Regions from separate parts of the Ovis aries genome. Here region 1 is linked to region 2. A link is a contact called in public Hi-C data. All regions are on one chromosome and are shown on one strand. The core of a region is the stretch at or near the end of the contact, and the rest is flanking DNA. Distances in the headings are between cores, read along the strand shown.

Region 1 (5,363 bases), core at 847-3,346, 160 kb after region 2:
ACATCTGCTGATGAATTATATGCAGTTAGTGATCTCTGCAGCTCTTGTTGGAACTGATATTAAAATCACCTATCTCTGACCTTCAAAATAACCCTTCTCAACAGAAAAAGAGGCACTTTTCTATAACAGATAATATATCAAAATATGCGCAACTGGTTATATTTTCCTTTTAAATATAAGAACACAGAAGTGGTAGGGGATAGAAGAATGATTAACATTTAACAGCAGACATTTCATAATTTCATAGGCTTATCTCAATCCACAAATGCAAAACAAAGTCAGGAGGCCAAATTGGCTTTTAAACATACTCTTTCTACAAACACTGTTTTCTACCCTTCAGGGGAAATTTCCACATCCTCAGGAAGAAGCAAATTACATAGTGTATTTTTTTCCCCTCATAAAATATCTAGTGTAAATGTCTAGGTCTTTTGCAATCCTAATTTTCTGTTTTGTTCTAAGGAAGCTTTCCACTTGACAAATACTTAGATGCTTATCTGTCCTTTGATACAGATTTAATATTATTCTTTGTAGCCCTGGAAATAACCAATGGCTTGGTCCATTATGGCCAAATAGAAATAATTTAAAAAACACTATGGTTTCTGGTCCATTTGTAACAATTTTGTCCCCTTCCTGGCTTGGTCCTGGCATCCTGAGCATAACCTATATGCTGACAATACTATGATTCTGTTACTTGACCTCTGCAGGGCAGTATCACTTAAACTGCCCACCAATTTCTGTGTATTTAAACAAATACATCATTCCTAATCTAGGATTGGACCATCATAAATGGCTAGTTAGACCGTCAGGCATATCGTTAGGATTGGAAGTCTGTTTTCTAATGTCTCAAGGTCTTTGATTGTAGTGCAGACCATGGATACAAATGTGATGGCAGAAGTCCCCCAGAAAGTATTGCAAATACATGTAGTTTTCAGCCAAAGCAGCCTGTGTAAACAAGCAACCACATAAACCACACTATTTGGCTTGAATGGCAGGAATGTCCTCAGCCACTCACTGTCATACAGGTAGACCGTTTTTTGTTACCCACTGCTCCATACAAAAAAACCCAAATGGCTCAGCAAATATTTACTGAATTACAATTCTGGCATTTGTTAATCTTTTTCTTTACACACATCTTGCTCCCAGTTTTATAAAATGAAAGTGAATAGAGAGGTTTAATTAGCAAATAATCCAAATACAATTAAAAAAAAAGATTGTTATCTTCCAGAAGATAAATTCACAAGCATGACAAGAGGCTTTTAGGGCAGTCTTACAAAAAGGCTCTTTTGAAAGCTGCACCCTTTGCATAAAAATGTCTATGAGCAGAATAAAATATTTAAACAAGCAGCATTAACTAAAAAAGAAAACCTCAGCATTAGAAAAACACACACTCAGGCTCTCCTTTCCCATTTAGGTAGCTTCAGGTGGTTGGTCATCACCTTTTAAATAGAAAGTTATGGGCTCTGTTGGACCAGGCAAGGTGTTCATACGCATTCAAAAGAAATCCATGTGTCAGAGAAGCAGATTCTTATGGCACATTGCTGCTAGCTGGGTATACTCCTGTGTTGTCCTTCTCTGGATAATGTGATTGAGCATCACTTTCTTAATTATAAGCTCCTTATAGGAGTTTCTTTGTTCCACACACTGCCAAATGCAATACCTAATAGGTGACTCCTGAATGAATGGATGGATGGATGGATAGGCATTCAGTAATAACTCTGGACTGTTTCAAACCAGCTGAAAGAAAAAAACTTTGATTTCTTTGCCTTGGCCCAATTTATTTTTCCTCCAACTGTCTCGTGCCCTTCTCTACTCCAAAAATGCATGAAAAATGCATAAAAAGGACCAACTAGGGTGTGTGTGTGTGTGTGTGTATGTGTGAAGTAATACAAACATAAAATACAATCTTCATATAATGTACTTTCAGTCTCTTTAAAAGTATACTTCATGCAGGTCCTTTTGTAGTATTTAATGCTTTTACTAGTTAGGTATTCAGAAATAGACATACCACTGCCAGCTTGCATACAGCAGGTAGGTCAGTGGAAGATGATTACGAGACTGGAGTGGAGGTTATCACCAGAGGCTGAGAGAGAAAATCCTTTCCTGTGTTTTGGGCCACCGCTGCCCTCTAGGGGACACATGGAAAATAAGCAAAGTCTCCAACCTGCTAGAAAGTTAAGACCTTGGAAAATCATTTGCTGCCTCACTTTTATTAAGGAAAGCTTAATGAAAAGCTAATTAAAATTACTTCAAGGATAGCTGTATAATCCCCCCCCCAAATCTTTACATCACATGCTCTTTTATGGTCACCCAATTTAGAGTCCCTCTCGGCTGATAAAAGGTTTTGTATTTTGTCTATACTGATGTTCCTGTGGAATTTTAAACCTGTTTTTTCTTGCCCTGTTAAGGAACAGCTGCTTATTATGACTAACATGTTAGTCACTGTTTATACTTTCAGCTTTCGGTGTTCCAGAAACCTGCAACCCTGGCTCCTTCCGTCTTTTTTCACAAAGTCAGTGTGTATGGAGGAAAATGTGCAAACATTTCCAAAGTTGCCAAATTGATCCTTATTTCTAGACAAAAGAAGTGTCACTGATTTGAAGACCAAAAAATCAGCTTGTGATTTCCACATGGGAGATATAACTTAAAGTACCCCTGGGTCCTTCAACCGTCTCGATATAAAGCTTGAAAAATTAGGGACAGTATCTTTTGTAATCCTACTTTATAAGCAGAAAGTAATATACTTTCACTTCCAACTCTTAAAGGAGAATTTAAATAATACTAAATGAGGTTTTTTGGAAGTGGATATTCTTGAGAAAATTTCATGAGTTTTGGATGATATTGTGAAAGAGCCACTTACATAACATCTGTTTGTTCATCCATTTAACATTTGTTGAGTATTCCATTACTCAAAAGACACTATCTTAGGAGGCGTATAAAGAAACTTACCATTCTGTAGAACAGAACTGTATGACAGTAACACATTTTGTCCTGTATTAGATTTGACTTTGTTCAACAAATAAAAAATATCAAGATGCTTATGTTTTATGTATCTTATCTACTAGACTTCAAGTATCTAGAGAAAAGGGAATTTATTTTGCTCATGTTTGTATCACCAGTATCTTGGATGATTTAATTTCTCAAGCCTAATAGTAGTCCTTTAAGTGTGTGTTTTTGTTCCCAGTTTCTGGGTAAATTATTCAGCAGTTTATAAGCTAGAATGTAATTGAGATTTAAACCCAAGTGTGTCTGATCATTGATATTATGATATTTCCATGCTTATATGCCTAGCATAGTGCCTGCACATTGTAGGTGTTCAAAAATATTTGAATAAGAATTAGTTGGTGTGGTTTTCCTAAGTAGTATATTCTTTGCTTCCATTTTGGTGTATCAGGTGCTTCAAACAGTGTTTGGTACATAATAGGGCCTCAAAATTGTTGAATGAATGAATATAGATTTATTAGGAAGTCTCTTTTCAGTATTTTTCCATTACCTTAATTCTTACAGTATATCCACAATGGTAGAATAATGTTTTAAGACTAAATGAAACGAATGTTTTATGAAATATGTGTTGATGGTGTCTCTAACGAACTGTCCTGGAATTCATTTTCAGCTGAACTCAGGACATCAGATAGGTCATTGATGTACCTTCTTGGCAATTTCATTGTACAAAGATTTGAGGAAATGAATGGGGGAGCTGATATTTAAAAAAAAATGAATCAAGTTAATTAATCAAGTTAGAATCAAGTTCTAACTCATAGGAAATAATAAGAATCTTAAAGAACAATAGAAATAAGAGTTTTAAAAACTGATGGGGATAAAAATTCTGAAAAAAATCAGAGAAATATGGTAAATTTATGAGACCAGATTTTTAAAAATTCAGGGGACAGATTAGAAGAACTCTATAGCATAAAAATTTCAAAGGGAAAATATCTTGAAAAGATTGAAAAGGTTGCAAATATTCTAAACAAACCCCAAAGCTCTTAATGTCAGTTTTTATGGTATTAGGATTATGAGTAATTTCTTAAAAATTTTACCTTTCCACATTTTTAACTTGTCTATGAGATGGTTTTCAGGTAAACAGAGAAGCTCCGATTATATTATCTAAAAAATAAAACAAAAGTCACTTTAAAACAAGCAGTTTCTACCATATACAGTTGCACATCATTCTGATGTGGTTTTTATATGACATTCTTTCCAGTGTCTCTGCATCTCTACTTTAAATAATCCATTTATTGCTTTGTTCATTAAGCATCTGTTTACTGAGAAACTCGCAAACAGCAGCAGTGTTCCAGGCCCTGGGACACAGATGTGGACCAAAGCACATCCTTGTTCATATAGGGCTGATATTCTAGTAGGGGAGAAAGAAAACAAATTAAGCACATCTTTAATTCTAGGCTGCAGTCAGGCTTTTAAGAAAAATAAAGCATGGTAAGAGGAGACAGAGCAACGTGGTGTCATAGCTTCAGATGTGCTGATTAGGGAAGTCAGTTCCTCTGAGAAGGGAACAACTAGTGATGGGAGGCTGGAACGCTAAGAAGTGGATTGGGGAAGATTCCGGTGATGAGCCGTGCAGGCGAGGGAGTGATCGATACAAAAGAAAACCCCCAAATGATCTGAGGTCAATTAAAAAAAAAACTCAGGACACACACGTTGCTCTTTAAGTTCAAGGAGCAGAATGTTCCAGTAAAAGATGAACCCGCAGCTTAGAGGGGATGGTTATGTGGATAGATGAGAAAGAGAACAGACTTGTGAGATTTCTGTTTTCTTTGTTTGTAACTTTGAAATGGAAATGACAGACTACACTGTTGCTAAGAGGGAAAAGATGAGCAAAGAGAATGTAAGAGAATGTATTCTAGATGCCTTCAAGGGTTGTCACTGGTGGGAACTTTGTCCCACTTTTTCTTCATCCCTTAGAAATGATGGCAATCTTGGGGCAAAGAAATAATGTTGGCATTCCTATAATTCTTTCGAATTATCTCAGTGGCCAGGGTTTTATTGAAATATGAGATTTGGCCGTCATCATCTACTGCTTTGTCTTTAGAAGCTGTTTCTCCTGAAAATCTCTTTTCCTTCTGGCTTAAATTTCAGGGGCTGATGAAGGGAGAAGTGCAGGTTAGATTATGCTAGCAGAAGAGGGGCCAGGTTCTGAGAGAATTCGGCCCTAGAGGGGAAAAGGAGGGAACAGAGGGACTCCAGTTGTGGGGGCACAGAAAGGGGGGCCCTCAAGGGACTGAGCTGGAGACCTCTCTCCCTTTCTCTTCCTCCATATCCCGAATCACCTTCTTCTCAGGTTCCTTCAGGCCCTCACACTTCTGCTCTCCCTCCTTCGCACCAAACAATTCAAATTTGGCTCCATCTGAGTC
Region 2 (5,284 bases), core at 2,467-4,966:
CAAATTTTCATACCTCTTTGAATTTTTCTGGGTGTAAGGTGTGAGGTATGGGATCCAACTTTCTTTTTAGATGGCCATGCAGCTATCCTAAAGTCTTTAACTGAGTAACCTATCTTTTCTCTATGGATTTGCGATATTGCTCTTTAAGATATATTAAATTTATCACATACTAAATTCCCATGTGTTCTTAGGTCTCTTCTAGACTTTCTATTCTTTTTCATTGGTCTCTCAATCTATTCATGTGTCAGCGCTATATATTTTTAATCACGATAGTTTTATTGTTTATTTATTTTTTTTGGGGGGGGTACCAAATTACTTTGTTTGAAGGAATGGTGCTAAAGAAAGAAGTTAAGTAGTTGTTTCAGTATAACTTATAGAAAGGTGAAGGTAACCTAAATATGCATGTACCGCCTTGGTGCCCAGGAAAGTCACCCCTGTGGCTGTGGGAAGGCAGCCTGAGGCTTAGTTCTCACCGTGTCCGAGGGTGTGCTTGTCAAAGCGGTACTCTGCTTGGCCAGATCCAGGGGCCCACAGCTTGCACAATGCGATTATGTGGTTACCCAGTTCTTTGATGGCTTCTACCTGCTCATTTAGGTACTGAGTCTCAGTGAAGTGACACAGATAGGGGTCATTTTTTTCAGTGGCCAGCGTGCTCAGTTCCAGTAGTGACTGATCCACACTTCTTTCCAAGCACAGCGCACATTCCCTTGCATTCAGCCCATTCTCCCTGTCATCGTGGTCTGGCTTCTTGATATCCTGAAGGAAGATTCGGCCACCTTGTTGGTTCTGCAGCTTCATCGGTTTCTCAGTATGTTCCCTCTCCTCATGAGATTGGTGAAGAAAGTATTTGGCAAAGTTCTTCAAAGCCACATCATTGTGGTCAAAATAGTATGACATGGGCAGGTAGGCGTAGGAGGTGTAGAGCTCCAGGTTGATCTGGCCGTTGATGGAGGCCTCCAAGTACTGGCGGTAGTTCTAGGGCACCTGCAAGGAGGGTGCAGTCGTCACGGCGGGTGGCTGACAAGAGGCAGCGGTGACCGGCGGCGGCGGCGTGGCGGCAGGGACCTTGGGCGGTCGGAGGGCCCTGTCAGGTGGTGAGGAGGGCTGGCTCTGAGTGGCCAGCAGGTGCGGGGGGATGAGCAGCCGGTTCAGTTCAAGCACTATTGAAGCAACAAACTGGCGACTCTCTGCGAAGCCTATCACTATAGTTTTATAATATGCTTTAATTTCTGCTTTGGAAGAAATTTGGTAATTATTTTTTTTTTTCACGTAGAACTGGAATAGGTCAGTTTTTGTTGCAATCCCAAAGAAGGGCAATGTCAAAGAACGTTCAAACTATTATACAATTGCACTCATTTCACATGGTAGCAAGATAATGCTCAAAATCCTACAAGCTAGGCTTCAGCAGTATGTGAACTCAATGGACATGAATTTGAACAAACTCCAGGAGACAGTGGAGGACAGAGAAGCCTGTCTTGCTGCAGTCCATACGGCCTCAAATATTTGGACACAACTTAGAGACTGAACAGCAACAACAATAGTATAATGAAACAGAAAATGCTTATTAGTATCAGTGTTTTTTCTGGGCTTATTTCTGTGTCTACACCCTTCTCCATGTAGGCCTTGATATTGACATTTGCATCCATACTTGTGTAGACTTCTACACTGTATAGATTGTCACACTGGTGTGCATATAGGATCACAGCTGATATATAATTTGGTGTTGTGCTTTTTTAACACTATATCATATCTTTTTTGTATATTTTACAAAGCTTCCAATAATATTTTTTATTGTTATATATTATTTACTATATTTATTTTTTAAAAATCAAGAATTATGCAAGCAGGTTTTTAATCTCCATTGACACTAGTCAGGCCACAGGACTGGAAAAGGTCAGTTTTCATTCCAATCCCAAAGAAAGGCAATGCCAAAGAATGCTCAAACTACCGCACAATTGCACTCATCTCACACGCTAGTAAAGTAATGCTCAAAATTCTCCTAGCCAGGCTTCAGCAATAAGTGAACCGTGAACTTCCAGATGTTCAAGGTGGTTTTAGAAAAGGCAGAGGAACCAGAGAACAAATTGCCAGTATCCGCTGGATCATCGAAAAAGCAAGAGAGTTCCAGAAAAACATCTACTTCTGCTTTATTGACTATGCCAAAGCCTTTGACTGTGTGGATCACAATAAACTGTGGAAACTTTTGAAAGAGATGGGAGTACCAGACCACCTGAACTGCCTCTTGAGAAACCTATATGCCGGTTAAGAAGCAACAGTTAGAACTGGACATGGAACAACAGACTGGTTCCAAATAGGAAAAGGAGTATGTTAAGGCTGTATATTGTCACCCTGCTTATTTAACTTCTATGCAGAATACATCATGAGAAACACTGGGCTGGAAGAAGCACAAGCTGGAATCAAGATTGCTGGGAGAAATATCAATAACCTCAGGTATGCAGATGACACCACCCTTATGGCAGAAAGTGAAGAGGAACTAAAAAGCCTCTTGATGAAAGTGAAAGAGGAGAGTGAAAAAGTTGGCTTAAAGCTCAACATTCAGAAAACGAAGATCATAGCATCTAGTTCCATCACTTCATGGCAAATAGATGGGGAAACAGAGGAAACAGTGTCAGGCTTCATTTTTTTGGGCTCCAAAATCACTGCAGATGGTGATTGCAGCCATGAAATTAAAAGACGCTTACTCCTTGGAAGGAAAGTTATGACCAACCTAGATAGCATATTCAAAAGCAGAGACATTACTTTGCCAACAAAGATCCGTCTAGTCCAGGCTATGGTTTTTCCAGTAGTCATGTATGGATGTGAGAGTTGGACTGTGAAGAAAGCTGAGCACCGAAGAATTGATGCTTTTGAACTGTGGTGTTGGAGAAGACTCTTGAGAGTCCCTTGGACTGCAAGGAGATCCAACCAGTCCATTCTGAAGGAGATCAGCCCTGGGATTTCTTTGGAAGGAATGATGCTAAAGCTGAAACTCCAGTATTTTGGCCACCTCATGTGAAGAGTTGACTCATTGGAAAAGACTGTTATGCTGGGAGGGATTGGGGGCAGGAGGAAAGGGGGATGATAGAGGATGAGATGGCTGGATGGCATCACGGACTCGATGGACGTGAGTCTGAGTGAACTCCGGGAGTTGGTGATGGAACGGGAGGCCTGGCGTGCTGCGATTCATGGGGTCGCAAAGAGTCAGACACGACTGAGCAACTGAACTGAACTGAACTGAACTGATACTAGTTTGGGTGAAGAAATAAAGTTTGCAGGGTTATTATTTATACATTTCATCTAAATACTAAACAAGCTAAATAAACAATCTGTTAGTTGCTAAAAGCTTAGAATTATAAAGAATGAGAGCTCATTTAGAATCACTGTTCCTTGTCTGTTTTTAGTGAAAAGATTTCAGTATTTTTCAGAGTTATTACTGAGTAGCTTGTGCAATACTGTTTGCAGGAGAGAGTCCAACAAAAAGGCAAAACAAAAGTTATGTCCTTCTTTTCCTTTCCAGAACACAGCATGTTTATCCTTTCTATGGGGTAAATTTGAGTAGTTCCCATAGAGCAAAACAGCCTGGAACTCTAGAGTGATTTCAGCCAACTGGTAAATAAAAAGCAAATAACATAAATCAAGAAATACTTGTGGGAGAATGAACTAGATCACTTTTGTCATCCCACCGCTTTTGGCTGTGTCTCTGGCAGTTGACCACAAGATGTCACTATGGCATCTTTAATCCTAATAATCCTGTAGCTGGCTGGGGGTAGGGAAAGAACAAGGAAGAAAATCTTACAGTTTATGCAAAATGGAATTTTCTTTTTTCTGGCTGCCTGCCAGGCTAATAAAAAAAAAAACTTTTTTTAAACCAGTGCATGAATTGAAAAGGCTTTCAAGAAACATCTGCACAGTGAAACTGTTAACTCCGAAGAAGTCCAGCATTGTATTTATACTGTATAAATTAAAATGGAAAATAAAAACCCATTTGGGCCAATGTGCAAAATCTCCAAAGCAAGAGAAAAGTACTTCTGAAGTCAATCCATTTTCGAAACGATGGCATTAAATATGGAGGATGTAATAGTCTAAAACAACTGAAATTCCGCCCAGTGAAGCTTTAAATAACCAGTTTCTCAAAACAAATATTGTTAATTAACCAAATTTCCCTCCATGGACTCAGATTTTAGAGGAAAGAAACAAATCATTTTTTTAAAAATGCAATCTCAAATGTTTCTCGGCTGAAATGGTTTTCAGAAATGGCTAGCACAGACTGTAGCATCCCCTCCATAGGACACATCTACAGGTCAGCAGAGGAGAGCCACTGCTTTGGATCATGATTCTGAAGAACTGAAAATCATAAAAAAAAAAATCCTGTTTATTTATTTATAGAAAGCGAGAAAGTGCTTTTAAAAACCAGCTGTACCCAGAACACATCTTGTATTCGAACAGCCATCTTTTAGGTGGTCTGCCCAGCTCCACACCTGTATATGGGCAACCATACTGTACCCTTATACCCCACAATCACTGTATGACTGGCATATTCTGTGACCCATCCAGTGTTCTCACCAGTAGCTAGCAACCTGACCAATATCTCTTTCTTAAGAATTTGGGATTAAGTCAGTTGACCCTTTTTCCTAATGACTGGACAATGACAGACAAACTCTGGAAATGTTGGTCACCATATTTTTTATCTTGCCAGCCAAGAAGCAAAATCAGAAGTCTACAGAGAGAGAGAATGATGAAGGGGATCCTGAGGACCACTGACAGAGAGGAAGCCTTGGTGGCATCCAGGATTCCAGTTCCATCTTGTCCTTGAGTCCAGAGTCCACCCTTTTTTCCTTTTTTTTTTTTTTAATGAGAAAACACGCTGCATCTTCATAGTAAATGATCATTTTGTTCAACCAAAATACTCTTATGACTCTTCAGGATAATCTGGAGCTCAAGTCATTGTAATTCTTTCTCTTTGCTCTCCAATCCTTCTCTGTTCTCCAGCTGTCTTCGGCCCCCCATCCAGACATTTAGGTTATGGGATATTTTATTTGGTCACTTGAAGCAACACTTATGGCTTGTGGAGGGACAGTGAGAGTAACCTAGACAGGCCTCAGGGAATACTTTGAAACATCAGTCTGCACAATCTTTGGGTGAAATGGATCTATGAATTAGGATTCTACAATAGCACTTCCCAAAATTTGTCCCTTAGAACATTAATCATGAAAGTCTTAAGAATACAAATAAAGTATTCCATAGTAAAATAAGTCTGTGAAAAAAAGCAAAATATATCTCCCTC

The links. A called contact is a pair of places that touch in the nucleus more often than the background predicts.
Region 1: a contact with region 2 is called in a Hi-C map of liver, with 5 times the contacts expected there. The contact joins two enhancer-like sites. A contact is called at or near these places in 9 of 16 Hi-C or Micro-C datasets (hypothalamus, liver, mesenteric adipose tissue and 5 more).

What each region holds. Positions count from the first base shown.
Region 1 is chr25:16,010,420-16,015,782 of ARS-UI_Ramb_v3.0, forward strand. It overlaps RHOBTB1 (Rho related BTB domain containing 1), which reads right to left. Exons shown (of 14, transcript XM_060406492.1): 4 at 4,035-4,101. Among named protein-coding and RNA genes, the nearest start is that of RHOBTB1, 41 kb to the right of the region's middle. Within about 2 kb of position 2,097, at least 7 of the 54 cell types and tissues checked have an H3K27ac peak or open chromatin away from gene starts, as enhancers often do. A contact at or near this core is called in liver, where this site is marked.
Region 2 is chr25:15,850,090-15,855,373 of ARS-UI_Ramb_v3.0, forward strand. It overlaps the pseudogene LOC101121063. Among named protein-coding and RNA genes, the nearest start is that of CDK1, 37 kb to the left of the region's middle. Within about 2 kb of position 3,717, at least 2 of the 54 cell types and tissues checked have an H3K27ac peak or open chromatin away from gene starts, as enhancers often do. A contact at or near this core is called in liver, where this site is marked.